Linked DNA regions of Pan troglodytes: region 1 is linked to region 2. A link is a contact called in public HiChIP or PLAC-seq data. All regions are on one chromosome and are shown on one strand. Each heading gives the region's core, a stretch centred on a gene start, on an enhancer-like site or on the middle of the called end of the contact. The rest is flanking DNA. Distances are from core to core; before and after follow the strand shown. Region 1 holds the start of DDX23 (DEAD-box helicase 23). Region 2 holds the start of CCDC65 (coiled-coil domain containing 65).

Region 1 (5,143 bases), core at 1,677-4,176, 52 kb after region 2:
GGTCAGGAGATCGAGACCATCCTGGCCAACATGATGAAACCCCGTTCCTACTGAAAATACAAAAATTAGCTGGGTGTGGTGGCATGTGCCTGTAATGCCAGCTACTTGGGAGGTTGAAGCAGGAGAATCGCTTGAACCAGGGAGGTGGAGATTGCAGTGAGCCGAGATTGCAACACTGCACTCCAGCCTGGCGACAGAGCGAGACTCCATCTCAAAAATAAATAAATAAAATAAAATAAAATAAAAATACAAACAAATAAGAAAACAAAGATGCATGTTTGTGAGAGAACTAGTGGGGCAAGACAAATAACAAGTATCCTTGAAGCCCAATGTCTTACATGTGTCATGAGATGTGCGCACAAGTACTAGAGGAACTCTGCCACTATGAACTGGGACAAGCTTTATCACCCTACAGGAGCTCAATTTAAAGAGAGTTGAGATGGCAGCCTGAAAATGGGGAAAGGTAATGGACTCTGAAGTTAAATGAACCTGAATTTTGGCTCCATTCTTTTCTTTTCTTTTTTCTTTCTTTCTTTCTTTTTTTTTTTTCCAGTCAGGGTTTTGCTCTGTCACCCAGGCTGTAGTGCAGTGGCACGAGCATGGCTCACTGCGACCTCGACCTCCTGGGCTCAAGCAGTCCTCCTGTCTTGGCCTCCCAAAGTGCTGAGATACAAGCATGAGCCACCTCACCTGGCCCATTCTTTTTTTTTTTTCTCTTTCTTTCTTTCTTTCTTTCTTTTTATTGATCATTCTTGGGTGTTTCTCGCAGAGGGGGATTTGGCAGGGTCATAGGACAATAGTGGAGGGAAGGTCAGCAGATAAACAAGTGAACAAAGGTCTCTGGTTTTCCTAGGCAGTGTTTGTGTCCCTGGGTACTTGAGATTAGGGAGTGGTGATGACTCTTAACGAGCAAGCTGCCTTCAAGCATCTGTTTAACAAAGCACATCTTGCACCGCCCTTAATCCATTTAACCCTGAGTGGACACAGCACATGTTTCAGAGAGCACAGGGTTGGGGGTAAGGTCATAGATCAACAGGATCCCAAGGCAGAAGAATTTTTCTTAGTACAGAACAAAATGAAAAGTCTCCCATGTCTACTTCTTTCTACACAGACACAGCAACCATCCGATTTCTCAATCTTTTCCCCACCTTTCCCCCTTTTCTATTCCACAAAACCGCCATTGTCATCATGGCCCGTTCTCAATGAGCTGTTGGGTACACCTCCCAGACGGGGTGGTGGCCAGGCAGAGGGGCTCCTCACTTCCCAGTAGGGGCGGCCGGGCAGAGGCGCCCCTCACCTCCCGGACGGGGCGGCTGGCCGGGCGGGGGGCTGACCCCCCCCCACCTCCCTCCCGGACGGGGCGGCTAGCTGGGCGGGGGGCTGGCCCCCCCACCTCCCTCCCGGACGGGGCGGCTGGCCGGGCAGAGGGGCTCCTCACTTCCCAGTAGGGGCGGCCAGGCAGAGGCGCCCCTCAACCTGGCCCATTCTTTTAACTATGTGGCCTTCGAAGGCATAATTACTCTTTCTGGGCCACAATCTCCTTACCAGTAAAATGGAGATAGCACTCATCTCATACTGCTATGAGAACTAAGTAAAACAAATAAGGTAGGTTAAGTGTCCAGCCCAGAGCTGAGCACTTAGAAGATTCTCAATAAAAAGTGGCTGCAGTTTTTGAAGATTCTGGCCTACCATGGTTGGTCTGATTCTTAGTTTAATCTGTGAATCTGTGAGTCGAGCGCCCTCTCGTGCTTTTGTGGTGAATTACACCTAACAGATCTCAGAGCTCTCTTCTTTCCCTTCCGTTCTCTCTGGAGTAGAAGCTGGGAGGTGAAAGGCTGCAGGTTCTAAGAGAAGTGTGTGTCTCCGAGGGTTACTTTGGGCCATTGTACGTGATGCTCAGGGCTTTAGGATTACTTGGGTCTATCCTGAGGCTCTGCTTGAGAGCTTGGGCATATTCAGAGAGAAAAGGCAGACCTACAGCCATGTGGAATTGAAGCAACAAACCTGCTGCTGGCAAAATGGGAAGGGAGGTCCGAGATACTTCTGGTTATCTAAACCGTTTCCGCAACTGCAATGTTTTGTTTTGTTTTGAGGGAAAGAGTTATGAACCCATAAGACCAAAGAGAAACACAAAGTGAACTTACGATTTGAGGTTAAAACAACAACAAACAACAACAACAACAACAACAGCAACAACAAAACTCAGTGGAAGACTGAAGTAGGGGAATCTGGGGGAAGAAAGAAGCAAAAATACCAAGATAGCTCAACAATTGGTCACATTCCAAAGGGCAAGAAATTGAGGAAACCAGGGTTCCATCTGGAATGTTGAGAAAACAGGTGCTAGAGCCCAGGAGATACCATCCTTCCGGGAGGACTTTAGAGCCCATTGTGTGGGCTCATTTGGAGCTGTAACAATAACTGGGGGTTGTTATGGCATTCACCCGGCTGCAGGGGCCAAGGTTGCTAAAACGTCCTCCTAAGCCTGGGATAGTTCCACACACAATGGAGAACTGCATCACCCTCCTTGTGAAGCTACTCCGGTAACCTAATCTTTAATTTGTCCAACTGTAAAATGGGGCTAGCCCCATTCTCACAGAATTGTTATAAAAACCGCTTTTCCACGAATGGTATTTATTGTTGTTACTGCGGTTGTTAGCTATAATTACGTACTATAGATATCTCAGGAAGCCCTTAAATTCCTCCACTGTAAGCCACGGGCAACGACAGTCATAGACTGTAGTTTCTAGGAAGACCAGCCGATTCCAAGAAGGGTGCTCGGCGGGAGAACCTAATGCCGAAAGCCTATTGGCGAAAAACTCTTCCTTCCCGGACGCTAACGTCTGGCAAACCACATTGCCCGGCAGACCCCGCAGCCTGGGGCCGGCGCTCAAGTCATGCATTCTGGGATTGGTAGTTTCCAGGCCTCAGTGTCGGCCTGTGTCGCCCAGCTCCAGGAACTCGCCTTCCCAGCTTGCCTCGCGGCCTGGGCGGGGGGGGGTGGGTGTTCATCTCCGCGACCAGGAAACGGGAAAGATGGCGACGGCTCCGCGACGTTGAGGCCGCGTTGGGCGGTTCAGACTCAGGGTGGTGAGTTCCGGGCGGTGGAGGCGGTTCCCACGAGCTTACAGAAAGGGCTAGAGTCAGGGCACGGCGGTGGCCCCTGCCTCCTGGACGAGGCGGGAAAGAACGCCTCAGAGAAGGGGCATGAACCCGGGAAGCTCGGGCGGGCTGGAGTGAAGGGGCGCGGGCCCCAGGGGTAGTGTTGGCTCCTCCGGGCACAGGCCACGTCCCTGCACGATATTTTCCTCCCAGGACTCTGCCTATGGGCACAGCGCCTCTGATACCCCCAGTCTGATCTTATTCTTTCATGCTTAAAGTAGCCTTTGGTGCAGCCAAACTGGAACTCTGGCTTTTCTCTCGCAGTCAGTCCATGTTTTCCCGCCTCTGCGCCGCCCGTATTATTTCTTTTGCCGGGAATGACTTCTTTTCCGCGTCCTTAATTACATATCTTAAAATTCTACTTAAAGGCTCAAGCGTCACTTCCTCTTCCAAGCCTTCCACATCACCTTTTACAAGTGAAAGGAAACGCCTTTGAACACCTGTATTACTACATCTGAGCCTTGATACTCTTCTTGGTATGTGTCTCATACCCCCTATTGTTCTTTTTTTTCTTTTGGTTTTTTTTTTTTTTTTTTTTTTTGAGACGGAGTCTCGCTCTGTCGCCTAGGCTGGAGTGCAATGGCACGATCTCGGCTCTCTGCAACCTCCGCCTCCCGGGTTCAAGCGATTCTCCTGTCTCAGCCTCCCGAGTAGCTGTGATTACAGGCGCACGCCGCCACGCCCGGCTAATTTTTTGTATTTTTAGTAGAGACGGGGTTTCACCGTGTTCCCCAGGCTGGTCTCGAACTCCTGAGCTCAGGCAACCCACCTGCCTCGGCCTCTTAAAGTGTTAGGATTACATGCGTGAGCCACCGCGTCCGACCTCATAACCCTGTTGTTCTAAACACTTCCTGTGAACAGAATTTATTTTTGTAACTCATATAGCACCTAGCACTGTGCCTTGCGTACAGTAGATGCTTGTTAAATACGTCATTGAATGAAAAAAAAGAATGTGCCCCTGCCCTGCAAGAACTGAGGACCTGAAGATCTGGAGGTTTGAGAGGAAGGCCGCTGGGAAGCATGGCCAGAGTCAGCCTGGTTATTTTGCCCTTGTGATAATAGAACCTGTAATAAAAGTTGCCTGTATTTACTGTCTTCTCTCATTTTTCATTCTCTTCCAAACTCATTCCACTCAGGCTTCCATTCCGGCAATGCCACTGAAACAGCTCTTGTCAAGGTCACCAATAATCTCCATTTTTTCAAATTCAGTGGTTACTTACCTGTCCCTTATTCCCTCTCCACTTCGGTGGTACTTGACACAGTTGACCCCTCCCTCCTTGAAACATATTTTTGGCTTCTTCGTTGCTATGCTTTTCTTTGTCTTTTCTCACTGGCTGCTAGTTCTTTTCAGTCTTTTTCTCTGATTCATCCCGTGGCTAACTCCTGTTAAAGTGTTCCAGAGCTCAATTCTGGAGCTTCTTCTCTATTTTTTTCTTTCACTATGCTGCCTACTTAGGTAATATCATTTAGTGTCCCATGGCTTTAAAAGCTATCTGTGTATTGGTGACTCAAGTTTTTGTCTACAGACCCTCTCCCCTAAGTTCAGATTTGCATTTCTCTTTGCCTTCTGGGAATCTCCACAGATATTCTCACACTCAACCTGGCCAAAATGAAACGTTTGATTTCCTCTTAAATCTGTTCGTTCCCTAGCCTTCTCCAGTTTGTTTGCTATGGCACCACAAACTATTAGGTTGCTGAAACTATAAATTTAGGAGCTATCTTTGTGTCTGCTCTTTCTGCTTCTTCCTTAGTAAGTCCTGTTAGCTTTGCCTCCAAAATATACTCTGACGCTGCCTACTTCTTTCCATCTCCATCGCCACGTTCCTAGAACAAGCCACTGCCATCTCTTGCCTAGAGTACCATAATAGCACTCTCAGTGGTTGTGTTTTCACTCTGTCTCTCTGCTATATATTTTCTTGCAAGTCACCAAAGTATTAGATTGCTTCCTGTTTAAAGCTCTTCTAAGATCCCCATTGCAGTTAAA
Region 2 (4,449 bases), core at 1,405-3,904:
ATTACCTGGGCTTGGTGGTGGGCGCCTGTAATCCCAGCTATTCAGGAGGTTGAGGCAGGAGAATCGCTTGAACCCAGGAGGCAGAGGTTGCAGTGAGCTGAGATCACGCCACTGTACTCCAGCCTGGTGACAAGAGTGAAACTCCTCAGTGGCTGGGTGTGGTGGCTCACGCCTGTAATCCCAGCACTTTGGGAGACCGAGGTGGGCGGATCACATGAGGTCGGGAGTTTAAGACCAGCCTAACCGACATGCAGAAACCCCATCTCTACTAAAAATACAAAATTAGTGGGCGTGGTGGCACATGCCTGTAATCCCAGCTACTCAGGAGGCTGAACTCGGGAGGCGGAGGTTGCAGTGAGCCAAGACTGCGCCATTGCACTCCAGCCTGGGCAACAAGAGTGAAACTCTGCCTCAAAAAAAAAAAAAAAAAAAAAAAAAAAAAAAATCCATAAGGTGTAACTGGTGGGGTGTGGACTTCTAATGAATAATGGTTATTGCAAATTTGAGGACTCTTAATATTTATCTCTGGAAGCTGCCCAGGGTCTGCTGAGCTCTTTCCCCAGGGATTAGGCTATGAAAGAGAAATGTGTGTTTTCTAGAGGGGGAATACCATGTTGGCAATGTATATTTTGCTGTTACTGTGGGCTTTGTTTTGTTGAAAATGGAAAAGACTCTGGCTGGGTGCAGTGGCTCACGCCTGTAATCCCAGCACTTTGGGAGGCCAAGGCGGGTGGGTCACAAGGTCAGGAGATCGAGACCATCCTGGCCAACATGGTGAAACCCCCATCTCAACTAAAAATACAAAAATTAGCCAGGCGTGGTGGCACATGCCTGTAGTCACAGCTACTCGGGAGGCTGAGGCAGAAGAATCACTTGAACCTGGGAGGCAGAGGTTGCACTGAGACGAGATTGTGCCACTGCACTCCAGCCTGGCAACAGAGCAAGACTCCGTCTCAAATAAATAAATAAATAAATAAATAAATAAATAAATAATGGAAAAGACTAAGGAGAAGGCAGTAAATGGAGGCAGAATATTAAAAGTAAGACAAAAGAAGGGGTACAGAAAATCCCTTAGAAGAAAAGATAGGATGGAATCAAGAACTCAAGAACCTCCCAAGAACATAAGGATGGCTGATTGAATTGCTTAGAAATCCAGAACTGCTCTTACCCATGGAGATCTTCTCAACCTTATCCAGGGCCACTGAAGTTGAATCAAGAGGCCAAACAATTTAGTTGAACGGAGCACTGCAGTGGGAATCAATAAACACATGCTGGAGTCCTGGTTCTCTCACTGACTAGCTATGTGACCTTGGGCAAGTCAGTTCCCCTCTGGAACTGAGCCTTCTGACATTGAAATGAAGGTGTGGGACTCATTTCAAGTCACTGGGTGATGTCTACTGTGGCTTATGACTCTACTATTGGATAGTACTGGTTTTGGGCAATAGATGACAAGAAGAGTGGGTCCTCTAAGGGAGAGACGGATGAAAGCCCAATATTCTATTTTTTATTTCTGTGAAAACCATTATTACCAATAGCCTGGCTTTCTCACAGCCTGTGTCTTGTGAGGGCTTTAAGATGGATTCACTAGGCTCATTCTATTAAGAGGTCAGGAAGCCATACTCAAGGTTTCCTTGGAAAGAGTGCCTACCTTGATGACATTGTCCTTACAGTCCACCACTCGTTCAAATGTTTGGCTGAGGATCTCAATGTCCTTATGAAGTTCTCTGGTCTTGACTTCCCGAAGGACAGTTCTCCACTGTGTGTTAATCTTATTAAGGTTCAGAGCACTGTTGTGTTCCTCCTTGGCCAGCTTGTCCTGTGTGAAGGAATAAATATACCTCCAGGAAGTCAGGGCCTTTCAGTACAACAAACAAGATCACTCTTAATTTGTCAGCTGACACCTTACCCCTTTTCGATGGGAATGGCCTGATGGCATTTAGGGAGGGCAAGGGTGAATTTCCTTCAGGGTGGGAGCATCAGAGTAGGATGTTGTTTGTAATGACCTATCTCCAGGGAGAATATCAGCATTCCAGACAGCTGGGACAGCTGACAGGACCTACGGTCCCAGTTCTGGGATTCAGTAAAGATTGCCAAGCCGTATACCACGCACCCCCTCCGTGCTTCGCAGAGAACACCCCCGCCTCCCAAACAATGTTGCCTGAAATCTAAGTGTATCTGGGTCTCAGGATTTCCGGAGGAGGGGAGGTCAGGATGAAAATGAGGTTTCCTCAGTGACAGGGCCAGGGCAGGTGGTGGATGGGGTTGAGCAGGACATAATGCAAAAGGCCATCACCTTCAAGAACTGGCTGAGGAGCCTCTCCTTCTTTTTGGCCATCTCCTCCTCTGCCAGCAACTTCTGCTGAAACAGAAGCAGCTGCTCCTCATCGGACAGGGGCGTCTTGGCCATTTTTTCTTTCTTAGGCATGGGGGCAGGGGATTGGATCCAGGAAAGAAGCCTCGGTCTGCCTCGGCCCGCGTTACAGAGCTTAGAAGAAAAATGTCCCTAGAAAGGGGCCTTCCAGAAGTGCCCCTGGTTGTGGGCGGTTGTGGGACCGGAGATCTCAGCCCTCGAACAGGAGAGATCCCCGGCTATCAGTGAGGCTGAGCTCTCCCACAGTAAGACGCGTCTAGTCTCCTAGCAACGAGGATCTCGCTAACATGGAGAGGCAACAGGCTGGAAGAGTCCCTGTCTTGGAGCGCCCCCTACCCAGTGGAGGACCGCGGTCGGTTTTTGAGAGGGTCTTTTTAACTCTCAAAAACCTGTCTCCTCAGTGCATTTTATTTATTTATTTATTTATTTATTTATTTATTTATTTATTTATTTATTTATTTTTGACATAGAGTCTCTCTCTGTCGCCTAGGCTGGGCACGATCTCGGCTCACTGCAACCTCCGCCTCCCGGGTTCCAGCAATTCTCCTGTCTCAGCCTCCCCTCAGTGCACTTTTATAAACCGTCCTCAGACCCCTTGGGAAGCCCAAGATCGTCAAAAAGAGAACCAAGAAGTTTATCCGGCACCAGTCTGACCGATATGTCAAAATTAAGCGTAACTGGCGGAAACCCAGAGGTATTGACAACAGGGTTCGTGGAAGGTTCAAGGGTTAGATCTTGATGCCCAACATTGATTATGGGAGCAACAAGAAAACAAAGCACATGCTGCCCAGTGGCTTCCGGAAATTCCTGGTCCACACGTCAAGGAGCTGGAAGTGCTGCTGTTGTGCGACAAATCTTACTGTGCTGAGATCGCTCACAATGTTTCCTCCAAGAACCGCAAAGCCATCGTGGAAAAGAGCTGCCCAGCTGGCCGTCAGAGTCACCAACCCCAATCCCAGGCTGCGCAGCAAAGAAAATGAGTAGACAGCTCATGTGCATGTTTTGTGTTTAAATAAAACTGTAAAAACTGCAAACAACAACAACAACAAAAACCTTTTTTAAAAAGATAAGTGTTGGAGAGAATGTGGAGAAACGAGAACCCTCATATATTGGTGGTAGAAATGTAAAATGGTGTAGCCACTTTGGAAAACAGTTTGGCAATTTTTAAAAATGTTAAACATAAATTTACCATGTGACCCAATAATTTCACTCTTAGGGATCTGCCTAAGAGAAATGAAAGCATGTATACACACAAAAACTTGCACAGGAATTTTCTTATCTGTCTCACTCATAATAGCCCAGTTGGAAAAATTGGAGACAACCTAAATGTCCATTAACATGTGAATGAGTAGACAAAATATGCTATGTCCATACAATGGAATATTATTCAGAACAAACTATGGATACCAGCTACAATGTGGATGAACCTCAAAAAGAATATGCAGGCTGGGCGCTGTGCCTCACACCTGTAATCCCAGCACTTTGGGAGGCCGAGGCGGGAGGATCATTTTGGCCCAAGAGATTGAGACTAGCTTGAGCAATGTGGCGAAACCCCTTCTCTACAAAAAATACAAAAGAAGTTAGCTGGGCGTGGTGGTGCGTACCTGTTATCCCAGCTACTCCAGGAGGCTGAGGTGAGAAGATCACCTGAGCCCCAGAGGTCAAGCCATAGTCAAGCCACTGCACTCCAGTTGGGTGACAGAGCAGCCCTGTCTCAAAAAGAAACAACAACAGAAACAAAACAAACAAACCCTTTTTTTTTTTTTTAAGACTGGAGTCTCACTCTGTCACCCAGGCTAGAGTGCAGTGCGTGATCTCGGCTCATTGCAACCTCCACCGCCCGGATTCAAGAAATTCTCCTGCCTCACCCTCCCGAGTAGCTGGACTACAGGTGTCACCACCATGCCTGCCTAATTTTTGTATTTTTAGTAGAGACGGGGTTTCATCATCTTGGCCAGGTTGGTCTCAAACTCCTGACCTCAAATGATCCACCCACCTCGGCCTCCCAAAGTGCTGGGATTACAGGCGTGAGCCACCATGTTCGGCCAAAAAAACCCCTATGCTCAGTGAAATAAGCC

What was found. HiChIP or PLAC-seq counts read pairs in DNA pulled down with a chosen protein or histone mark.
Region 1: a contact with region 2 is called in an H3K4me3 HiChIP or PLAC-seq map of stem cell-derived excitatory neurons, with 4 times the contacts expected there. The contact joins the promoter of DDX23 here to the promoter of CCDC65 in region 2. A contact is called at or near these places in 3 of 7 Hi-C or Micro-C datasets (blood, induced pluripotent stem cells and stem cell-derived neural progenitor cells) and 1 of 1 datasets of contacts at active chromatin or transcription factors (stem cell-derived excitatory neurons).

The regions. Positions count from the first base shown.
Region 1 is chr10:47,012,702-47,017,844 of NHGRI_mPanTro3-v2.0_pri, forward strand. It overlaps DDX23 (DEAD-box helicase 23), which reads left to right and starts at 2,927. Exons shown (of 17, transcript XM_509035.8): 1 at 2,927-3,087.
Region 2 is chr10:46,961,425-46,965,873 of NHGRI_mPanTro3-v2.0_pri, forward strand. CCDC65 (coiled-coil domain containing 65) reads right to left here and starts at 2,655. Exons shown (of 8, transcript NM_001246546.1): 1 at 2,294-2,655; 2 at 1,649-1,816. The coding sequence starts at 2,425. It also overlaps the pseudogene LOC104001558.